Linked DNA regions of Mus musculus: region 1 is linked to region 2. A link is a contact called in public Micro-C data. All regions are on one chromosome and are shown on one strand. Each heading gives the region's core, a stretch centred on a gene start, on an enhancer-like site or on the middle of the called end of the contact. The rest is flanking DNA. Distances are from core to core; before and after follow the strand shown.

Region 1 (3,523 bases), core at 238-2,737, 410 kb after region 2:
GTCAATCTGGAAGATACAGAAGAAACAAAAGCTTGCATTTCGCCCAGTGCTGTATCCTACTGATGAAGCCAAAGAAACTATTAGTGGCTTCCCAGAGGCAGAAGCACCCTCTAGCCTTCGGCTAAATTGTATTTGTGTTTATTCTGAGTGTGTGCCTAGGTGTGTGGGCTGCATGGATGACTTGGCACAGGTGTGGAAGTCAGAGGACAACATGCAGGAGCTCTCTCCTTCCACCACATGGGTCCCTGGGGTTCAACTCAAAGTCTTCAAACTTGGCAAAAGCGCCTTTACCTGTTAAGCCATCTCACCCCAATGACACAGTCTTTAGCATCGCCGTCCTCTCAGGAAGCTGTAAATATATTGATTTTGGAGGGTCGTGACAGCTTTTCTCCAACTCGTTCTCCTTTCTTTCTTTGAGGCCACATCTCTTATGTAGTCTTGGATGGGCTGGAAGTCTAGACCAAGGAAGCTGGCTTACAACTAGGTAGAGTTCCATTTGCTTCTGCCTCCTGTGGGTCGGGAATACAGGCATAGGAAAGTAAGACCCCACTGCACACCCCCGGGATCTGGGGTGGGCGTCCTCCATTCCCGGCGGGAGGAGCTGGGTACAGATTGGAGGATGTTACTTTATTTAAGCCCTGGCAGGACCAGGAGAAACAGGTAGGTGGGTGGAGGATCTCTGTTTTTGTATTTATCTGTTCTGGAAGGTCCCTACAGACCCGTCACGTCCCAGGCTTTGTTCTAGATGGGTTAAGCCAATGCAAATTGGCTTATCCTCTAAACAGAGGGAAACTCCTCAGGGTTGACCCCAGGCTCGGTCAACAGGTTCAATTTACCAGAGCGAAAGTTCTCTCCCAGGTTAAAGGGATGCTCCTGACAGACTCTAGGAGTTGGTGGTTGTAGGCAAGCGGCTAGAGGCCTGCGCCTTTAAGGAGCCAGGGGGCAGAGGGGCGGGGCAGGAAGAGAAATCCTTGGAGACGCCACCACCATCCAGGTCTTTTTTTAGGGGGGAAATAGGGCGGGCCAAAGCCCTGTTTGGGTTCCGCCCCGTCTTCTCCCGCCGGGTCCCCTTTTCCGCCCCAGGGGTCGGTGGATGGGAGGTCTTAGCAGCCAGAGTCTTAGGAGCTCCCTGCTCGCACCTGGCCCACGGAAGCGCAAGTTTGTTGATTTGGAGGGAGTAGCCGGAGCGGGGGCGGTGCTAATAATACCCGTTCAGTCCCCAGTCGCGCTTTACAGTTTACACAGCTGTCACCTTCGTTACTCCTTAATTAATAATAAAAATAGCCGCCGTCCCGGAGCGCACGCTGCATGCCAGGCCCTGAGCTTTACAGGCAGAGCCCCAATGAGCCCGCCCTCGTAACGTTACCCCAGTTATCGAAAGCGAGAAGCTCGGGCGCACTGAAGAGCCAAGGCTGTCCCGAGGTCACTCTGCGGGCGTGCGGCGGAGACCGGGACGCGGGCGGACGAGGCGGGGCGCGGGCGGGGCGGAAGGCGCGGGGTGCGCGGTGGCGGCGGATGGCCATCTTAAGTGGCCGCGGGGAGTCCAGGGAGGCTTCCCCGGGCTAGGAGTCAACCCGAGTCGCCCTAGAGGTGGGGCCTGCGTTCGGTAGTTGAGGCTCTGAGACTTGAGGGAACTTTTTTTCTAGGTAGTCGAGGGGGTCCTCCTGGTCTGGGACTGCAAAACCTGGGCCTGCGGGTGTGGGGCGTGGTGCCAGGCAATTTGGTGGAGATGGGGGAAGGGTTTTGCCAGGCTGGAGGGCCTGCGGGGACCGGTGCGTGAAAGGCACCTCGAGCGCGCGCGTATGTGTGGGGTGGGGTATCGGATCTCTTTGGGATCTTGTGGGATGTGTCAGGAATCGTTTTGGGGGGTTCAGGTCTGAAGGGGCCTCTGACCTTATAGGAGTTACGAGAACTTGTTCTCTTGGATGTTGTAGTAGTTGTGGATGTCTATCCTGGAGCCTTGCTTTCCGAACCTTGATCCCGCAAGGCTGTGGGGGTGCCGAGTAGAAGAGATGTGTGTAGTAGAATCAGATTTGCATAGGGATTAGGGGTCATCTCATTGCGAATCGTTGGAAGGATTGAATTCACCAGCGAGAACTTGGACTCACAAGTTGTCCCGGAGCGGGTACCGGGGAACTGGATCTTCTTGAGGTGGGGGGACAAAATAATTGTGGGACTTGGGAGGTGCTGGTCTTGCGGGTCCTGTAGGGCTGTCGGAGCATCGTCCTTGCCGAGAGAGGCTGGGGGCAGGGGCGGCCCGGGCTCTGGGCCGAGTGGAGGGGGAGGGGACCGGCCAGCTCCTAGCTCCGTTCCCGCCCCTCCCCCGCCGCCTCTGAACAAACTTTTCTTTCTCTTCAAGTTGAGGCCGGCGCTGCGGGCGGCGGCGGCTGCGCGGAGATCCAGGCGGTTGGCGCGGCCAAGCGTGGAACCCACATACTGGGTTCTCTCGGGCTGGTGGATCCTTAGTCCCGGGACCCGGGCCCAACCTCGACTTCAAGCTTCCCCGGGCGGATGGCGCGGAGCGGCAGGCATCGGCGGCGCTGAGCCCTGCGTGGGCCATGGCCTCAGTGTGTGGGACACCGAGTCCCGGGGGTGCGCTAGGCAGCCCGGCCCCAGCCTGGTATCACCGTGACCTGAGCCGCGCTGCTGCGGAGGAGCTCCTGGCTCGGGCGGGCCGCGATGGCAGCTTCCTGGTGCGAGATAGCGAGAGCGTGGCGGGGGCCTTCGCACTCTGCGTCCTGTGAGTAGGGCGGGCACACGCCGAGTGTTCCTTGGTTGTGGTGGCAATCGTGGTAGTGGGGTGACTGTAGCTGGTGGGGCTGCAGCCCTGTCTCCAGGGGAGACCTTGACTTTATCGCTGGGTGGAGGAAGGATACAGGGGAGCACTTCCTGCTGTGCCTGGAGCACTTTCTGAGGCCCGAGGCCAGAGTTCTGAAGCTCAGGGTGGGTGTGATGGCAAGAAACAGTGGCAGACGGCGGTAGACCAGCTTAGACTTTCTCCCAGATGTACAGGGAAAGGATGCATGCTCCACATGAGTGCAGTTCGTTTTAAAGCACTGCAGTAGGGGGCAGAGAGACCAGTGTTTGGACGCCTGGGCAATTCTGCGACTATATATGATTGTAGGGTGGAGTTGAATAGTGTGTGTTGGGAGGAAGACTTGGGGGAGGCAACAGGGTGAAGCTGTGTGGGACAGAACCTTCATTTTTTTTTCCTTTCTTTTTCTTCCTTTCTTTTAAGATTTATTTTCTGTACACTGTAGCTGTACAGATGGTTGCAAGCCTTCATGTGGGTGTTGGGAATTGAATTTAGGACTTCTGCTCGCTCTGGTCAACTCTACTCACTCAGGCCGGCAGATTTATTATAAATCAGTACACTGTAGCTGTCTTCAGGCACCAGAAGAGGGCATCAGATCTCTTGACGGGTAGTTGTGAGCCACCATGTGGTTGCTGGGATTTGAACTCAGGACCTTTGAAAGAGCAGTCAGTGCTCTTACCTGCTGAGCCATCTTGCCAGCCCTCAGAA
Region 2 (3,643 bases), core at 1,050-3,549:
AGATCTCAAAACAGGATGACCTAAGTGATATTAAGGAACTATGAGCAATATGCTACATGCATAAACTTCAATTACTTAATTATTATTCTCAAGAGTGCATCACAGAAGGTCAGAGCCAAAGGGTATCATCTGCTCCAACCCCTTGTTTTCCAGTGGGGGAAGCTGAGACTCAGAAATGGGTAAGGTCGTGGCCTAAGATTGTTCTAGTCTGACTGGCAGAGTCCAGAGTTCAGGGTCTTCTGAAACTTAGTCCTAGGATTTTTAACTCCTCCACTGGATGCTTCAGATCGAATAGTTCTATATTCCATCAGACAGATATCTGAGAAAGTTCTCCCTCCTGGACAAAGGTGAGGCAAACCCAAGGCATTCAGAGCTCAGGAGACAGAGTGTGATCCCAGGTTGCCAACCCAGTCTTTCAATCTATTTTTACCCCATGTTCTTTCCACCCTGTTCCTACCACGATGCCCCTCAATTGATTCTCAAACAAACATGCTATTGCTTGTGGTGTTGGGGTACAGGCCTAAACACATGATAAGCAAGCATGCTATCTATCACTGAGCCTAATTTTCAATTTTTTTTCAGGTTTTTCTTTTTTTTGTTTGGGCTTTTGTTTGTTTGTTTGCTTGTTTTTTGTTTTTTTGTTTGTTTGTTTGTTTTGTTTTTTTTAGACCAGGTTTCTTTGTGTAGCCTTGGCTGTCCTGGAATGTAGACCAGGCTGGCCTTGAACTCGGGAACTTTTTATTTATTAAGGTAGGTAAGGTCTTATATAGTCCAGGCTGGCCTCGAACTTCTGAACCTCCTGCCTCCACCTCTGGAATGCTGAGATTACAAACGTGCTACCACACCTGGCTTGGAACGTATTTTTAATAGCTTCATTGAAGTCACTTGAATCTGATCCTGTTATTTTGGGGATTTACAAACCTCACTTAAGGACCCTGTTATTTTTGGGACTCACAAACCTCTTCCCATTAAATACCAAACACTAGTTCTGCCCTCCCAAATTTCCCCTAGCCCCTCCAATTTATTCTCTTCCCATTGGGAGGAATTTGCCTAAGGGCCAAAGAAGAAGTAAGGGGTCCACAAACTGCCTGTGCGATGAGAACAGGCTTCTGGAATCTGAGAACACTCGTTTAGTCAGTCACTGACCAGCCTGAGTTTGATTGTCCTAACTTGACTTTCTATACAGTACCACAGCACGGATACCTATTCTGTAATCTTCACATCCTCTGGGTGGAGAAATTTTTTTTGTTGATTTTACCAAAACAAAACAAAACAAAAAACTGATACTTGGAAACATTAAACTACCTGTCAGACCTGATCCACTTTATTTGGAGGTCCTCTGTAAGACGGGGTGTTTATCTTGTGTTGTTTTCACTGTACCTTGCGGAGCTCTGCACGTGGTAGAGCACCCAGAAAGTTGTTAAAAGAATCAAGACTGTGGATTCTCCAGGAAAACTGCGCCCAAGGCCTGGGTTAGAAGCACCAGAGGGCGCCCTCGAGGCCGTCCACTCGCCGGTCTCCAGGGCCCAAGCCGGACCTCAGGCCTGGGCGCGGTCCTACCGCTCCAAACAGCCGCGCGCCAGGGCGAGATCAGGGAACAAGAAGAGCCCCACGTCTTCCCACGCCCCGCCCCCTCCCCAGGGCCCCGCGGAGCTGCGAGGTGCGGAACCACGACACGACATCCTGTTTTGGGGGCCCGCGCGGCTCCGCCTGCATCTCTGCTGATCACGTCTTTTCCCGGGGTGCTGACGGCAGCTGCCCTCCCCCCACCTCTGTCTCCCCACCCTCCCCAGGGGTCTGGGACCTTCCCACTGCTGAATCACCACCACCCAGCATTCTCCCAAGGCTCAGGGCAGGGGTGGGGACTGCCCCAGCCTGACCCATTCCGGCTAACCCCTAGCCAGCCGCGGCTACCTCTAGATTCCCGGGCTGAGCGGAAGGCATTTCTCAGCCTTCCCGCGGAGGCTGCGGGGCGGGGAGTGAGATACTAGGAAGAGAACAAATGCCCAGCGCCTAGCTTAGGGCCCCTGCTGGGGGGTGGGGGGGAGATGCCAAGTGAAAGCGGGGAGACCTGACCTTGAGAGGCCAGACTCAAGGGGTCTCAGGGCTCACGGGGCGAAGAGTGGAGAGAAGCAGGGTGTGCGGGACTGTGCGGAGGGCAAAGCTTGCAGAAAACCCGAGGCTGGAGGGTGGGGGAGGCCTCCGACTTCCTAGTCCGCCCCGCCCCGGCCGGCCCGCCCCCGCGCCCCGCCCCGGCCCTGCCGGCCCGGCCCCCACCCCCCCACTTCCTCCGGCCTCCAGTTCTCACTTCCTTCTTGAGCCCAGAGCCGCCGCCGCCGCCCCCAGCTCCCCCGCCGCGGGGAGGGCACCAGGTGAGGCCCGGGTCGAGCCCGTCGGGCAGGGGTCCTGGGAAGAGGAGTTCAAGCTGGCCCGGACTGGGTACCCGGGAGCCGGGAAGTTTGCAGGAGGGAGGCCGAGGGCGGGAGGTTTTCGTTCACTGCAAGTTGGGCGGGCGCGGCAGGCCGGGCGGGGACAGCGGCCACCGCGACCCGATCGCTGGTGGCCGGGTTGAGGGTGGGATCCGAGGGACAGCGCGAGCTCCTGCTGTCCGCGAGGGACCACTGAGATCCGAACCGTGAGAGGCTCGGAAGTGGGAAAGCGCTGAGCTGTGAGGCTGGGACTCTGCGGTGGGGTGCCCTCAGAAGTTGTGGGGCTGTTCAGTAGTGTGTGAAAGGAAAGGGCCTCTGGGCTGCAGAAGGCGCGCTCTCTGCTCTGCAGTTGTGACATTTGTGAGGCTGGGGTTGGGGGTGGGGGGCGGTGTCTGAGGCCTCTGAAGTCTCACCCGGGAAGGTCGGAGCCAGTCCATAGCTGCTACACTGTTGCTGCTGAGGACTCGGTGGGGGAATCCCCATTCCCTCTCTGTATTTTTCTGAGCCAACCTCTTTATTCCTGTCCCATACAACAGCGGGTATTTAGTGAACACGTCTGTTGTGTCTATCAGACTCAATCTGGCCTTTTTTATTTTGAGGATAAACTGAGGAAGGAAAGGGCCACTATACCGATAGTCACTGACAACTTCCATGACTTTGAGAGGCAGCTGGAGTACTGGCTTTCGGTAATGATTGAGAGCTCTTAACGTCTTCTCCCTCACCTGAACTCCCCATACTGTCTTCCACATTCGCCATAGTGTCGACCACATTCGCCTCCTTCCGGCTCTTCCCCCAACCACATAGATGTACCCAGGCCCTGATCTCGCATTTACCCTGCCCTGCCTGTTGTTCAGCCTCTGACTACCACACACATATCTCCCCATTTTGTTTCTATCTTCCCTGCCGCCCTCAGTCCGTCTCCTTCCCTTGGTCTGTAATCTAGCTTTGGTGTCAGAAACTGCTTTAAACTTGCTGAGTTTGAGAGCCTTTTTCAAACGTCTTTAGCTTAGAGATGCTGGCTGCAACCTCCCGATGATGGAGATGATTAAACATGTGCACACGCCCGTGAACATGCAAGTTTTGGTGTTCTTTATCTCTTAGAGACAAAATAACTGCCCTCAGCCTTGAGAAGGCCCAGAGCAGAAGCCGGCAGAATGAAGGGAACCTGCGGTGGGTGACACTGTGGTTAGGCAAGGGGAAGCAGTCTGTAGCAG

The links. Hi-C and Micro-C count contacts between places; a contact is called where the count stands out from the background.
Region 1: a Micro-C map of embryonic stem cells shows a contact between it and region 2, with 4 times the contacts expected there. The contact joins the promoter of Inppl1 here to the promoter of Rhog in region 2. A contact is called at or near these places in 3 of 484 Hi-C or Micro-C datasets (all in embryonic stem cells), 3 of 115 datasets of contacts at active chromatin or transcription factors (embryonic stem cells, memory CD8 T cells and pancreatic cancer cells) and 1 of 9 other capture datasets (adipose tissue).

What each region holds. Positions count from the first base shown.
Region 1 is chr7:101,835,788-101,839,310 of GRCm38.p6, reverse strand. Inppl1 (inositol polyphosphate phosphatase-like 1) reads left to right here and starts at 1,487. Exons shown (of 29, transcript NM_001122739.1): 1 at 1,487-1,590; 2 at 2,360-2,740. The coding sequence starts at 2,559. Gm10602 (a long non-coding RNA gene) reads right to left here and starts at 3,053. Exons shown (of 2, transcript XR_003946663.1): 1 at 1,894-3,053; 2 at 1-509.
Region 2 is chr7:102,248,774-102,252,416 of GRCm38.p6, reverse strand. Rhog (ras homolog family member G) reads left to right here and starts at 2,299. Exons shown (of 2, transcript NM_019566.3): 1 at 2,299-2,372.